Regions from separate parts of the Anser cygnoides genome. Here region 2 is linked to region 1. The links are chromatin contacts, called in public Hi-C maps. All regions are on one chromosome and are shown on one strand. Each heading gives the region's core, a stretch centred on a gene start, on an enhancer-like site or on the middle of the called end of the contact. The rest is flanking DNA. Distances are from core to core; before and after follow the strand shown.

Region 1 (7,408 bases), core at 2,465-4,964:
GCAGTTGCCAAGCTTCTCCCAAAGGCAATTTGGACATAATTTTGATGGATTTCCTGTGGCTGATCTCCATTAGTTACGGTGTTTTCTTCCTCCGGCCTTTGAAAGGACTTCTATTTTTGTTGAGCAAGTAAAGAAAGCTATTAAAAGGGCACGGGGATCTTCTACGTGTGATCATTCTGGGGCTGCTTCCAGCTTCTTCCCACCAGATCATCTGGAGTGGATCACTTCCTCCAGTCAGTCCTACACTAGATTAAGGCCTTACCCTTCTGCTTTCTGGAGGTTTTTCAGTATCTATCTTGCAAAGCCACAGCGTTACTCTCCGCAAAGAAGTTTGAGCGCTGCTGTAGAGTATTTGGTTATCCCCAGATCAGAGAACAGGAAAATGGGCAGAATATGTGACCGAGAAGGGAAAGGAAGAAAGAAAACTAAACAGAAATCAATGACAGAACCCCTCCAACTTCAGCTGGGCTTTGATCCCACGCTTTAATTGAAGGATGAGGTCTCCTCCCAGTTTCCCACCCTTTTCCCCTCTTGGCTGCCTGCGAGTCTGCCTGGGGAACAACTCTCCACACTTAACTGATAGCAGCTCAGTTCTCCCCCCCTCCTTGCAGCAGCCCCAGTCCCACCCTGCAGACAGGGTTCCACAAAGCCTGGAGGAACAAAGCGTCAGGCTCAGAGACGCCCTGCTGAGGTTATCATCTTCGACATATGGCCGGGGGAAGCAAGCGGGGTATTTGAACGCATTAAGAAGCGAGTCCCCCATGGCTAACTGCATCAGCCCCCTGTGTGGCTTGAACTGCAAAGCACGAGGAGAAGCCGAGGTGCGGGGGGTAACCAGATTGATGCTTGTCTCCGCTGCGTGCACAGCAGGGCACAAAGAACGGTTCCCTGGGGTTCGGCTGGAGAGTGCTTGCTGGTATTTCAGGTGCCAGGCTTGTAAGGGAGAAGGATCTGTAGTGTTAAGAAAAGCCTGCCATGAGATCCCAAATCCTGCTGCTTCAGATCAGTCCCAAGCAATGCAAGAAAGGCTCTTTGGAGCTCGGTAGCAGACAGGAGCAACATCTTCCCACACAGGACAGGGCATGCTGCAAACAAAACATCCTTCCCTTCCCCCAGTAGCAAAGCCCTTAAGCCTCTGTTTAATGTTAAATGCATGCTCAAACCCATTCCTCTACAGCCTGTCCTGTATGCTTAAACAGAACTCTAGCGGCCTCAGAAATGCTCTGCTGTAACTGGGGCCTATCTAAAGGCTGAGCTTTGTGCTGAATAACAAGGGCTTTATCTTTATGGAATATCTGTCAAGTGAAGGGGTGGCCCGTCTGGGAGCGTGGGTATCTGCAGGCAGGGCCACAGTGTGGATTCCTGCAGGTGGAGAACAGAAGAGGTTCCCCGTTCTTCTCTTGATGGTGCTGAACGGCCAAAGAAATGGCAATGCCAGCCCCTCAGCTTAGGCATGGTTTCCTTCCCAGCTTCCCTCCACTGTTCTTCCCATTTCTTGCCCCTTTCCTCAACTGAGTTTTGGGCACGTCGTGGCAAACTTGGTCCCAATGTGCTGTCCTCAACTGTGGTGGGGAATAGAGCTTAAGATCATATTGGGGGATGGAGACAAGGTGATCAACTGGCCGTGTAGCTTCAGATCTGATGTCCCAGATAGACAGTGACCACCTGGTCAAAGCTGCCCAGGCTGTGCTCACAGCTTCGTTCCTGGGATCGGAACAGAGAGCACGCAGCACGTTGTTCTGATTGCACGTTGTTCTGGGGCCAGACGTATGTCTTGTTGAAACAGCAGCAGGAGGAATCCAGCTCCTTCATCGATGAAGATGTTTGTTTAAAGCGTATATCCTCAGAGCATACCCAGATGTGTACAGCTACACAAAGGCACTCGAAAATGGTAGGAAAAACTTCCACGCTGTAACGTGAGTGAAACCAGGAGCAAGGCTTCCACCGCTGAAGACCTTTAAGGCCAAGCTAGATAAGCAGTTGCCAGGAGTTGACCTTGCTTTGAGCAAAGAGCTGGATCCTCTCTATTTTCTGCGTCAGCCTAGAAGATTAAAGGCATGGTAAGCACAAAGGGAGTGAAATGGTATAAAAAAATATCTAGGCAATACTGATGAGGAAACTCTCAGGTCGTCTTTTATCACAAGCAGTGTTTGTTTGCCTGGATTACTCAGCCAAGCAGCCGTTGATTCAGTCAATGCAAACTGCACTGTCATATAAGCAATATTTCACCTATCATGCTTAGATAGAGGAAATATGCTAGGCACGCACGGAGCGAACAGGCATATTCTTGCACGTAATCAGCATAAGCTGCACCAAGGTCGAGCGGTGGTGTTGGAGAACACCACAAATCACCGACACTTCTTCCTTCTGGAGGCTGGAAATGGAGAGCTGCATATGTTGCATCTGGCTCATCACTTGCTTCCCATTGTTCACACCAAACGAAGGAGGTAATTGTTTAGAGGTACTTTTAGGAATAGCATCTCTGCTAGTTTCATTGCTTAATGGGAATGAATGTGCTTAAATGATGAAGGATCGCATTATTTCAGGTCCCTTTAGGTCATTTTCCTTGCCCTTGCGCAGGGGAAGCAGGCTGAATGCCTAAAGCTGACCGTGCCCAAGGTGGCAAACTGAGGTCTCTCTAGACTGCAGAGGGCGGTTGGTCCAAGAGCTGTGATTGTTCCTCCTGCTGTAAGAGCATCTCTTGAGGGCAATCCCCAGATCACATCTCCTGGAGTGAGCCCTGATCAGACCAAGGGCTGTCCAGCACAGTGTGCTGTTTCCAGGTGTCGGTTCTGTGCATCCACTAGTGGATTTTTCTCTTGAACGGAGATTTCAACAACTCTTTTCCATGAACACGTCCAATGTCCCTGTGGACCCGTAACGTCTGTTCCCTCCTGTGTGGGGGATTTGCCCATGCTGTAGGAGGGAGCCTCCTTTTTTTTCTCCTCTACCTGGCTCTTGTTACTTTTGTTTGAACAGCCCCAGCTTCTTGTATGGGAAGAGATCCTGAGCAGTCCTCCTTACCCACCCTGCCTGTGCCAGCAGAACTTACGGATCTACAAATCCTCCCCTCCTTTTTAGGCTCCTGAGCCTGCTCTCTTCAGGACAGATCAAAGAACGAGGGTAGCATTGTTTCAAACCACGGCTTTCCTACAGAATGTGCTCTATCCACTTACAGATGGCTTTTATGGTCTTTAAAGCCTCCCATGGATTAGCCCACGGTTGACTGTGTAAACATTTTCTCTATCCCACATCCTGCTTCCCCAGCATGTCTCATACTCGCGTCTCCGTGCTCTTGCACAGTCCAAACATCCTGCAGAAACCTCTAGCTCTTCTCAACAGCCTTCCTCGCTCCCTTCCCCCCCCAGATCCTGCCAGGTTGCGAGTAAAACTCCATCAGCCCAACGCAGCCCCCAAAATTCTTGGAGGCCTGCCCAAAAAAGAGATTCACGAGCCTTTCTTTCTGCGGTAACTACCACCACGTGTGCCGCGGCTTTGTCGTTGACCTCGCACTCTTGCTATTGCGTAAAGGTTGGTGTGCCTTCAGCCGTCTCTCCTCCTGCACATCTCCAGCGCTCTCCTTTCTCCCCCAGCTGTCATCTCGAGCAGCCTCGCTGCTGAAGGCGGTGGGCGGGCGAATGCACGCCGCGGGAGATGGCTGATCTTCCCTAGCTCCTGTGCTCGGGGATGGCAGAGCTCAGGCACCGCAAAATCCTCCTCCACCTTCTCCCCAAAGTGTTAGGGGCAGAAAGCATCGCTGTGCGTACCCTGTGTCTTGGGGAGCGCTGCCTGGGGGCTGTGCGTGTGTGGGGAGCTGGATGCGCACCCCTTTATGCAGCAAACGGGGGGCTGCACTTGCTGGCACTCCGACACGGACACGCAGAGGAGTGGCTGAGGCTGGCTGCTCTCAGGGTGTCCCCTTCCCCTGGTGGGACATGACCCAGGTTCGCAGGGGGGGGAAAGCAAACAAGGCAGGGCTGACTTCTCAAACTGCAGCACCTGATTTACCAGAAGCTGTGCGTGCAGTGCTGCTGACTTAGTGCAGCTGGCAAAAAAGTGGAAACAACACGCACGCACACATACCCCGCTCCCCAATCATTATTTAAACAGTATAAAGTTCTCTGTAAATGTTTAAAACAACATCGGGATTGGGAGGGGAAGGAGGAAAGACAAACAAGTTTGCTGTTTGAGCTTTGCAGAAACAACCCTTAATTTTTGGCAGGGCTTTATTCACCCAGAGGATCCAGCTGCCAACACACTTTGGGAGGCTCCAAATTCATTATTACTTCCCTAACCTCTTCCTCCAAGAGGCTGCAGTTTGGCACTGGCGCTGCCTTTGATGTCGGGGCTTGGCCAGCACCTTGTGCTGTAGGATCCCGGTTCACAGCCAGGGCATCTCCGCTTGGGGTCAGGGGCTGAGTGCTCCCTGCGAGGTTTTCCCTTTCCCAGACCTAAAATTCATGGTGGCCAGACTCCGGCAGGAGCTAGGGAGCTCAGTGGAGGTGCTGAGCGTCGGCTGGCTGACGGGGTGTCTCGCCCACATGGGAGTGGGGCAGGAGCTCCCCCGAGCACCTATGGGTATGGGGGGGCTCCCAGTTCCCACCCCGTTTCCTCTCCTTCCTCGTCTGCATCAGCAGCACCGCCGGCACCTGGAGCGTTAGCGCAGCAGAAACCCTAGATGATTGCTGTCTGAACGCACAGCTGGCAATGGAGTATGTTTGAATTCAGCTCCTTACTGCTGAGGGGCCAGAGCTGCATGCGGGCTTGGCTCCAGGCTGAGGGGGTCTTGGGGACCTGGAGCCCTGGGTATCGAGGGCTTGCCGGGGAGCAGGGGCTGCCCTCCAGCCTCTGGGTGGATCTGATGCTCCAGATCCCGAGCCCTGGAGCATCTGTCCTGCTCTTTGGGACACCACCCCCAAGGGGATCCCAGGGAAAGGGGCTTTTCCCAGGGAAAGAGTTTAGGGGCTGGGAAAAAGGCTGCATCCTGGGTGGGGGGACATAGAAGAATAAGCCCTGCTGGCGGGCACTCCTGCCTCCCCGGAGCCTGCTCCCGTCCCACCAGCACCAGGAAAAGCTATTGCTGGGGTCTCCTTCGCCTTTCCAACAACTCCAGCCAGCTCTGTGCAGAACCTACACCGAGATAAAAGAGACCGACACAGCGTGAAACCTTCCTCCTCGTCAGCAGATGGTGTTTGCGGCAGTGGACTTCTCGCGCGTCGTTGTAACAGAACGGCCTGGCCCAGCCAAGAGGCGGAAGGAGAAGCTGCAGTCTGCTCTCGTGGGGCCGGCTCGCTCTGCGGACCTGACCTGAGATCCTGGATGAATGACAAATGAACCCTCGCTTTGTCAAGGATCAGACTTTTATTTTATTTTTATTTTGCCCGTATTCAGCTTGCTGAAGAGCTGCCACGATGTGCCTGCAGCCGGCAGCTCCAGCCGCTGCGGCGCTCGTGGCAGCCCCCTGGGACCCGGTGGCTGAGGCTGCGACGCGGTGTGAACTGCGCGTTACCTTCGCGGCAAAACCTGAGTGCATCCAAACTGCAGTCAACCTGGTGTCACTGCCTCGGGCTTCCCGGCTCAGCGTTACGGCTGTCCTAGCAGTGAACCCTACAGGCTTCGTGCCTGAAAAGCCTCGCGGCAGGAGGAAAGGTGCGATGCCCCTGCTCGGGTGAGGCGCTGCGGTGGTGTGAGATTGTGGCCGGCAGCTCCCTCAGCGGGTCTGTTTTGACCACGCCGTGCTAAAACGATGCACGGGGAAGGTGGAGCTGATCGCCCATCAGCCCTGGTGCCGTCAGTCCGGGCTGAGGCCGCTGAGCGCTGACTGCGGTGGGTGCACACACGATTCAGACCTCGGTCCTGAGCAGGGCGAACGAGGAGCAGCGCGTTGCCTCCGTGCTGTAGGCAGGCTGCCTCCTGCAGCCTCGGTGGAGGAGGGGCTGCCTGCCCCCCTCCCTGTTCCCTGAAGCAGAGCCGGAGCTGTGCCTGGCGCGTCAGCTCCCCGCGCTGCTCTGCTCCTTCCCCCAGCACTCGGAGGCTCCGTCTGCACCAGCCTTTACCCTCCCTGAGAGCCTGCTGAGCCACAGCAATCCGGGAAGCGACCCGTGGGCACGACGGAGGCTGTTGCAGGCTCCGTCCCACGTACCTGGGGGGATATTATCCCCTTGGGGAAGGGGGTTATGTATATTTGTAAGCTCTGCTGTCCCAGGAACATGGATAGCTCCCCTGCAGTCCAGGACCCCGCTCAGCCCCCTGCATGCATCTCTCCTCGCTGGACCCAACAGGACCTGCTTTTCTCACAGCCCTCGCCGAGCCCTGACGAACCTCAAAAGCCCTTTCACAACAAGCCGTGTGTATGTTCGGCACGTCCCCTATTGCCACCATCTCTGCCTGGTGACAATAGGCACAGCAGGCCCGGGCAGGTAGCAGGATGCTGGATGTGGATGCTGGGGCTGGGGGGGGTCAGCCAAAGTGCACTCTTCCCTGCAGCGCTGCCTTCAGCAAGGGAAGAAGGGATCTTTCTTTAGCTCCTCTTCCACTCGAGGCTTTCGGAGCGGTGCCGTATGGCTGCTGTCACGGAGTTCATTACTCTCTGTCTGCGCCCCCTCCCTGCAGGGGATGGCTTTCGCTGCAGCTGAGCTCTGGCGGTTTTTCTCCCGGGGTTTCAAGAAGTTTCGTTCCACCCATGAGAAGTGCCAGGCGTCGGGGGAAGATTTGTTTCTTGGCAGCTGTTCCCGTTTTGCTCTAGAAAACAGATGCTGCGCTAGGAATGCACCGTGACTAAAATTCCTCGGGGCTGCTCAGGTCAAATAGCAGCAGCAGGGGAAGCAGGGGGGCAGGAGAACAGCGCTGCGCAGCAGAGAGCGCGCGGGAGGGCTGAGCCCTTGCCCTTCCCTCCGGCTTCCCCTGGCCAAAAAGCCGGGGACGAGCGATCGGAGGGAGCCAGGAGTTAGAGCTGGCTCATGTTTGGCTCTGCCTGTGCTCGCTGCGGGGAGCGAGGGAGCTGCAGAGCCCCGGCAGCGTCGGTTCTTGTGCCTGTGACAGTGCCCGACCTCTCGGGGCACAGCGCGTGCCCCCTCTGCCCCTTTTGCGGAGGGCTCGGGGAAGCTTTCCGGATGGGAGGCTTAAACACGGGCTGTGACGGGCGCTGACAGTTGGGGAAAAACACAGGCAGCCAAAGGTTTCGGGGCTGTCAGGGAACGTGACAGGCAGGTTCGCAGCCCCGGCAGGCCTTTGGCTGCTTGTTTGCTTCTGCCAGGGGAAGCGATCCTGCGCCGTGACAGCCGCGGGCTGCGCTCCTGCAGGGCAGGACACAGCGAGGGGCGTGAATCTGGCAGCCTGGCCGTGGGAGGAGATGGCTGCAGGACCGCAGGATGCTGAGGATGCTCTCAGGGCATCTCCTGCTGATGCC
Region 2 (7,278 bases), core at 1,322-3,821, 44 kb after region 1:
AGCATCCCCTGCTGCTGCGGGGAACGGCTCCCACCCCGCTCCCAGCAGCGCCTGCAGCGGCCATGGCCTGGCCTCTGCCGTCCGTGCCGGGAACGGCAGCGCTGCAGGCAGCGGGCCCCGGCACCGGCTGCGGGCAGCTCCTGGCCACGGCCACGCTGGTGGCACCGGTGGCTGCTGGTGGCACCGGGGACAGGAGGGCTTTAACACGGGGATGTGCCCGCGGGGGGTCCCACGAGCAGCTGGGGGCTGGTGGGGAGCCAGCGGGGTGTGGGGGGGAAAGTCCTGGGTTGAGGTGGTTTAGGAAGGGGTCGGTGTGTAGGGGAAATGAAAGCTCGGGGTGCAGCCCCAGGGCAGGAGCGTGGGGTTTGGGGGCAGATACAACAGGGTTATGAAAATGGGATATTTCACCCGTCTTTGTGACTCTGAAATGTGACTCTGTGACTCTGGTGCCAGACCTCGGAGCCCCTCCACAGCTGGGGTCACCTCCCTGACACCGTCCCCACCGTCCCCATCCAGCCCGAGCGCACCCAGACCGGGGTCAGCCAGCACGGGGAGCGCAGCACCGCGACCCCTCCCCGCGGCCCCCTCGGGGCCAAGCCAGCCCCGGCATTTGCAGCCGGCCGCGTGGTGTGCCGGCACGCTGACTCAACACCCTCGGGTGACGCTGCACCCTTGGGGTTTTTTCGGTCATTTGCTTCGCTTCCTTATTGCCCAACGCTCTGCTGGCCTGGGGGGGGGGGCGCTGCGGGGTGTCCTCCTCCTGGGACCCTGGTGGCCAGCACGGGGCTCCCCCGGGGCAGGGTGCAGACCCCCGGCTCCACGCCTGGAGCTGGCAGAGCAGGGGATTCCCCCTTCCCCGCCTGCTTCCCAGCACAGCTTCGAAGGAGCCGGGAGGACCCGAAAGCTTTTTCCACCCACGTTCCCACGAGGAACCCAGAGCGAGTGCGCTGCCTGCTCACGCCGATGCCATGCGCCCAGGCTGGAGCTGATCTGCGAGCCCCAGGGACGCTTTCGGCACAACCCTGGTGGCGCAGCCGGGCGGTGCGAGGTGTCCCTCCGTGGGGAGGTAAATGGAAAGGAAAAACGCAGATTTTTAACTGCAAGGCGCAAAAATCGTGCTCGGTCCTGGCTGGTGCTGGCCCCACCGAGCGCTGCCTGCCCTTGGCCAGCAGCAAGGTGGGAAGTGAGTTTTGATTTTGTGGCAAAACCCAAAACGTTTCCCCATAGCCAGACCAACCCACGAAGGTCTCAGCCCCCACGCCCAGCACCCAGTCTCACCATCAGGCGTGGGATGACTCTAAACGCGAGACCGGTTTCTGAGAAAAGCGACTCGCTGCCCAGGCCGGGATGAGCAGAGGCACTTCCCCGGCAAATTCAGCCCTTCCCACGCCGGTCACTCCTCCGGGAGCACCTCCGAGAGCCCGGCTCTGCAGCCCCATAAATCCGTCACGCATTTACGGGGGCGTGCCCGGACCCGTGGTGCCGTCCCGCTGTGCCTGCCCGCACCGTGCCCGCCGTGCCCCCATGGGGTCCCCGCGGTGGGGATGGGGTCTGGTGGGGATGGGGCTCGGCACGCCGTGCCCAGCCCCCTTGGGGGTCCCCTTTGGGCCCTGCGCTGGCGTTACCCCAAACCCGGCCCCGCAGCACGTGGCCCCAGCGCGCCCTGCGCAGCCCCTCGCCCTGCAGGGGCTGGAAACCCAAATCTGCCCTCGGTGCTGTCCTCCTGGGGGCTCACCTGGTGGCTGGGGGGGGGGCAACAGCACCCAGAGGGGCTCTGTGGGCGGCTGGTGGGGTAGTGAGCACCCAGGGGTGGCACTGGGAGCACCCAGGGGTGGCACTGGGAACACCCCCTTGTGGTGCTGGCAGCACCCACATGTGGCACCAGAAGTACCCACAGGTGACACTGGGAGCACCCACGGGTGACACCCATAACATCCACCCGTGACACCTGCAGCACCCACGGGTGACACCGGGCAGCACCCACACATGACACTGGGAGCACCCACGGGTGACACTGGGAGCACCCACGGGTGACATTGGGGACACCCATGGGTGACACTGGTCAGCACCCACGGGTGACACTGGGAGCACCCACGGGTGACATTGGGGACACCCATGGGTGACACTGGTCAGCACCCACGGGTGACACTGGGAGCACCCACGGGTGACATTGGGGGCACCCATGGGTGACACCGGCCAGCACCCACGGGTGACACCAGGAACACCCACAGGTGACACTGGTGGCACCCACGGGTGACACGGGGCAGCACCCATGGGTGCCACCAGCAGCACCCACGGGTGCCACCAGCAGCGGGCGCTCTGCGGGGCGGACCCCGGCCGGGGAACCCCGCCCCCGAGACCACACCCCCCGAGACCACGCCCACCGAGACCACGCCCACCCGAGACCACGCCCCCTTTGGCCCCGCCCCCTTTAGCCCCGCCCCCTTTAGCCCCGCCCCCCTTTAGCCCCGCCCCCTTTAGCCCCGCCCCCTTTAGCCCCGCCCCCTTTAGCCCCGCCCCCTTTAGCCCCGCCCCCTTTAGCCCCGCCCCCTTTAGCCCCGCCCCCTTTAGCCCCGCCCCCTTTAGCCCCGCCCCCTTTAGCCCCGCCCCTCCAGGTGGGGGCGGCGCCGGCCGGGAGCGGCGGCGGCGGGCGCGGGGCGGCGGCGGCGCGGAGGTGAGCGGGGACCGGGGGGGGGGGGGGCACGGGGGGGGTCGCGGTGCCCCCGCGGTGCTTCGCTTCCCTTCCCCACCCCCCCCCGGCAGCCCCCCCCCCCCCCCCCGCTTGGTTCCCGGCCGGCTTCCGCCTCCGCCCCGCTCCGGCGTGCGGGGGGGCACCGGGGGGGGGGGGACCGGGGGTGAGCACCGGGAGGGGACGGGGGGGGAAAAGCGGGGGGCTCGGGACCCCCCCTGCGGCTTCTTCCCGGCTGGGCCTCGGCCCCCGGCCCGGCTCGGGGGGTGGGGGTCACCCCACGGCCCCCCCCCCCCCCCCCCGTGGGTGCCAGCCCCCGGTTGTGCCCCGGTTGGGGCAGGGAGCCCCCGTTCCCCTTTCCGCCCTAACGGGGCGCAGCGGCAGCTTTCGGGGTTGTTCCGGGGCTCGGACCCATGCCCCTGGCAGCACCGGGGCTGGGGGGTGCCGGAGAGGGCTGGCACCGGGCTGGGCGCTGTTTTGGGGCGATTTGGGGCGATTTGGAGCCCGTCCCGTCGGGAGTGCCGCCCGCTGGGCTGTGGGGTTCGGTTTCGGTGCTGCTTTTGGGGTTTTCTCGATGTGCCCGTGGGCTGCCCCGAGCCCTTGGTAAATAAACCGACCCCGCGGGGGCTGTGCGGGGTCACCGAGGGGCTGGGGCGCACCCCGCACGGGGGGACCCCGGGCACGGCTGTTTTGGGGTGACTCCATGCTGCTTTGGGGCAAAGCCTCGCACCCCATCCCCTTTCCCCCTATGACACCCTCCAGCCCCCCCTCCCCAGGCCCGGAGCCCAGCCCAGCGCGGTGCTGTGACCCCACGGGGGGGGTCCCCCGTGGGTTCCCTTTGGGAAGGGGAAGCCGCAGCCCCCGGCACCGGCACCCACACTTCTCGCCGGTCACTCCCGGGGATTTCCAGGCTGAGCTCATCGCAGCGGCACGGAGCCCAGCACCGGGGCCGGGAGCCCAGCACCCGGCTTCATCCCTGTCCTCATCATCCTCACCCCCCGGCTCCCACGGGGCGCGGGTGGCGGGGGTGCTGCGGGACCCCCCATTTGGGGGAGAGGTAAAAAGGGGGAGAAAACCACGTTGGGGGCGGACGGGGGGGGTGGTGGCACCCCGGGTTTTGTGCCCTGGCACCGCGCTGGCGTCGCTCTCGGGCGCACGTGGGAGCGCTCGGCGCGTCGGGCGCGTGGCGGGGGAACAATGGGGGCGGGCGCGCGGTGGTGGGGCCGCGTGGGGCCGAGATCCCACGGGGTTATAGGGCTGGCGGGGGCTCACCGCGGGGACAAAGCCCCTTGGGGTGAGCAGGAGGGTCGGGGGAGCTCGGGCTGGGTCCGGTTGTGGGGTTTGGCTGCGATGGATTGAAAGAGGGGGCTGGCCTCGGGGTAGGGGTTTTTGTGCCCGGGGGGGTCACTCCCGTTTAATTTGTGGTGTGCTCGGGGGAACCCCAAACGCATCCTGGCCTCGGGGTGTCTCCAGCAGAAAGCAGCCGCTTCCCGGGCAGGCTCGGAGCCGCGCTGACAGCCGAAGGAAACGGCGAGGAGCGGAGGGGGAGCGGGGGCCACGCGTCCGCCGGGGCCGGGGGGGCCGCGCGTGCCTTTGCCGGCCGGTCTGTTTGCTGCGCAAAACCCTCCAAACCTTTTAAATCGAAGCAGGGCCTGGCCTCCACCTGCATCCCAGGCGGGAGCAGGACGGACAGACGGCCCCGGGGCCCGCTGCCGGCCCCGCGGAGCTGCTGGTCGCTGATTTTGGGGACCGGGAGCGGGGGGAGCGCGGGCCCTGTGCGAAGGGAGCGAGTTACCCCAGGCTGCAGCCTGATTACTTCCCTTAAATCTGTACGAGCCCGTAAGTGATGGGCTCGGAAACTCTTTGGTTATGAAAAGCTTTTTATTTAATGACCTCTGGGCCCTGCTGGGCCAGGAACCAACAAGGGCCGGCAGCCGGGCTCTTTTGGGAGCGTTCGGGGCTCAGGGTCACGGCCGTTTCCCCAGCTCCGGGTGAGTGCTGAAAGCTGCACCTCTCCTTGCGAGTGTACATGAAAACCTTGGCGTTCTTACCCTTTTTCTCACATAATCACTTAAAAAAAAAAAAAACAAACCACACACAAACCACCCCAAGGCAGTTCATCGGCTGCTGCTCTCCTAACGATGTTTTTGGTTGGGGACTGGGGAGCGGGGCTGGCGCCGACCCCTCCCTCTGCCCGCTCCTGCCCCAGCTTTCTGCACGGATGCTGGGGTCTTGGTTTTTTTTGGGGGGGGGGGGACCCCAAAGCCCACCCGTGCTGCCTGCAAGCCGAGCAGCCCCCCCGGACCCTGTCTGCCCTCGCTTTGCTGTGGGTTTTGCCGCGGGCGAGAGCAGGAGGCTCGTTTTCACACAGTGCCTCGGTTTCCCCACTTGCGCGATGCCACAGACGACTCAAAAAGCCTCCCGGTCTGCAAAACCCGCTGCCGGCCGCCTTCTCGAGGTGAGCGTTAGCAGCCCCGCGCTGGGCTGGCTGCCGTGGCCGGACCCTGCAACGCTCCTGGCCGGGTCCGGGCCGTGCGCGGTGCGGCTGGGTGCTGCCGTGGGACCTGGGTGGCCCGAGCACCCACTGCGGCCTCCCTGCAGCACCAGGGACACCGGGGGACCCCGGGGACACCGGGTCACTTGCTGGGAGCTGTGTGCCTGGTGCACCAGCTCCTTGGCCGTGCGGCGTGGGAGTCCCCCGTGGCGAGAGGGGCGAGCGTGGGCACGCACCGATGCGCTCGACACCCGCCTCTCCTTGATCCCGTCCCAGGGCGGCGGGGCCCTGCGTCCAGCGGTCCGTCGTTTTATTGCCTTTCACTTAAAGTTAATAATTCCTCATCCGTCCAGCTGACCGGGGCAGCTCGCAGCAGGGAGGTGGGGCCGGTGCCCCCGCGGGCCGGTGCCCGCTGCCACGCAGCCTGCGTCAGCTCGGAGGTGCCTCCGCTCGCCGTGCGTCACGCGGCAGCTCGCGCCGGGGATTTGGTTCGGTGAGCCCCGTAATTCGCCGGCCTGCGGGAATGCTGGGGCCTGGGGGGGAGGGCTGGGAGTGACCGTCCCTCGTGTGGGAGCTGTGGCGGGCGGCTCGGGCAGGTCCCCGTGCCTCGTGGGTGCCTCCTGCGCATCCCTTGGGTGCGGGCACCCAGCACCTCCGCAAGCGGGGAGCCAGGAATGGGGCACCCCTGGGGGCGAAGCATCCCTGGGCAGGGAAGGATGGTGGGGAGAGTGCTGGGAAGAGGAGGAGGAGAAGGAGGAGGAGGAGGAGGGAAGCAGAGCAACTCTTGGCACCCAAGAGGCTGCAGAGTGTGCTCCTGGCACGTGTCCACGGCGATGGGGCAGGGGGATGCCGGCGAAGAGCACTCCGGGCTTGACGCTGGGCCAGGAGGAGGGCTTGGCATCCTCCAGCCGTGTTGGGCGTCCTCCTGGGACCGGGCTCGATGCTGGGCTGGAGGCAGAGCATCACGCGGGGAGCACCGGTGTGTGTGCGAGCCCTCCGCGCCGTGCTCGTGCCGCCTTGGATGGGGATGAGCACGGGGCGGGATGGACCGTTCCCGGCCGGGCTTTCCCGTGGGGCGCGCGTGCCTTGCGCCGACCTTCCTGGGCGGGTTTGGCCTCGTGGAGTTTGGGAGGGAAGGAAATGAGGCTGAGGAACCAGCTGATGTTCAGCTGCTGAGGCTTTGGGGGAGGGAAGGGTGTGGGGGGGCTGGCGGGACACGGCGCGAGCCTCGGGGTGGCTGCGCTGCGATAAGCAGCCTGCTCCAGGAGATAGGGAGCTGGTGGCCGAGGGGCTTTTCTTGGGCTTATTTTGCCGTGCTGGGGGCCCCACCGAGGGCCCGTGGCTCATCTTGTGCACAGGACGAGCTGAGTTCCTGCACGTGGCTCAGCATCACCTCCTGCTGCCGCGTCCCTGGGGTGCTCTGAGCCTGGGGGGGGACCCTCAGCAAACACAGGACCCCCCCGTGGGGCGTTTCGCCCAGCACGGCACTGCTCTCGGGTGTCCGGTGCGCTCAGGACCGTGAAGCAGAGCATTGAGGAAGTTTCTTGGTGCCGGCTGTGCCCTCCCTCTGCGAGCTGCTATCAAAGCCACGGCGTTTTGCAGAACCAGAGGAGGAAACGTCCGCCCCTTGCCCTCTCACACAAAGAATTTCGCTTTGAACAGGGAAGCGAGAACGAGCCCAGGAACAACCCGTGGCGTCCCCAGCCCTGCCGGAGCCGCGGCCCGCGTGGGAGCCCCTGATTTCAGCCAAGCTACCCAGGAACCGAACCTCCAGGTAACCGAGCAGCTCTTAGATAAAACCGAGCCGGGTTAATTCATCCCAGCAGCCTGGGAAATCTGGGCAGGGTCTACAAAAGAGCCATCCTCGCTTTTGGGGAGCGCTGCGGTGCTGACGGGGTGCCTGCGCAGGGCGGATGCGGGGCTGCCACAATCCCATGCGTTTGGACGGGGCCGGGCGCACGAAGAGCAAACCCCGGGGCGGGGACAGACGTGAGGGGGACATGTGGCACCCAGGGGCCTCTGGATGCCCCCACCTCGGGGCTGCACAGGACGCCCTGGGATTTTGGGGTGGTTTGCAGGAACCTTTGGGGAGCAG

The links. A called contact is a pair of places that touch in the nucleus more often than the background predicts.
Region 2: a Hi-C map of liver shows a contact between it and region 1, with 1.7 times the contacts expected there. The contact joins the promoter of RHBDF2 here to the enhancer-like site in region 1. A contact is called at or near these places in 5 of 7 Hi-C or Micro-C datasets (fetal liver, granulosa cells and liver).

Annotation. Positions count from the first base shown.
Region 1 is chr19:5,004,562-5,011,969 of Taihu_goose_T2T_genome, forward strand. No RefSeq gene overlaps it. Among named protein-coding and RNA genes, the nearest start is that of ST6GALNAC2, 21 kb to the left of the region's middle. Within about 2 kb of position 3,715, at least 1 of the 3 cell types and tissues checked has open chromatin away from gene starts, as enhancers often do. A contact at or near this core is called in liver, where this site is marked.
Region 2 is chr19:5,049,639-5,056,916 of Taihu_goose_T2T_genome, forward strand. RHBDF2 (rhomboid 5 homolog 2) reads left to right here and starts at 2,572. Exons shown (of 21, transcript XM_066980067.1): 1 at 2,572-2,674; 2 at 6,846-6,957.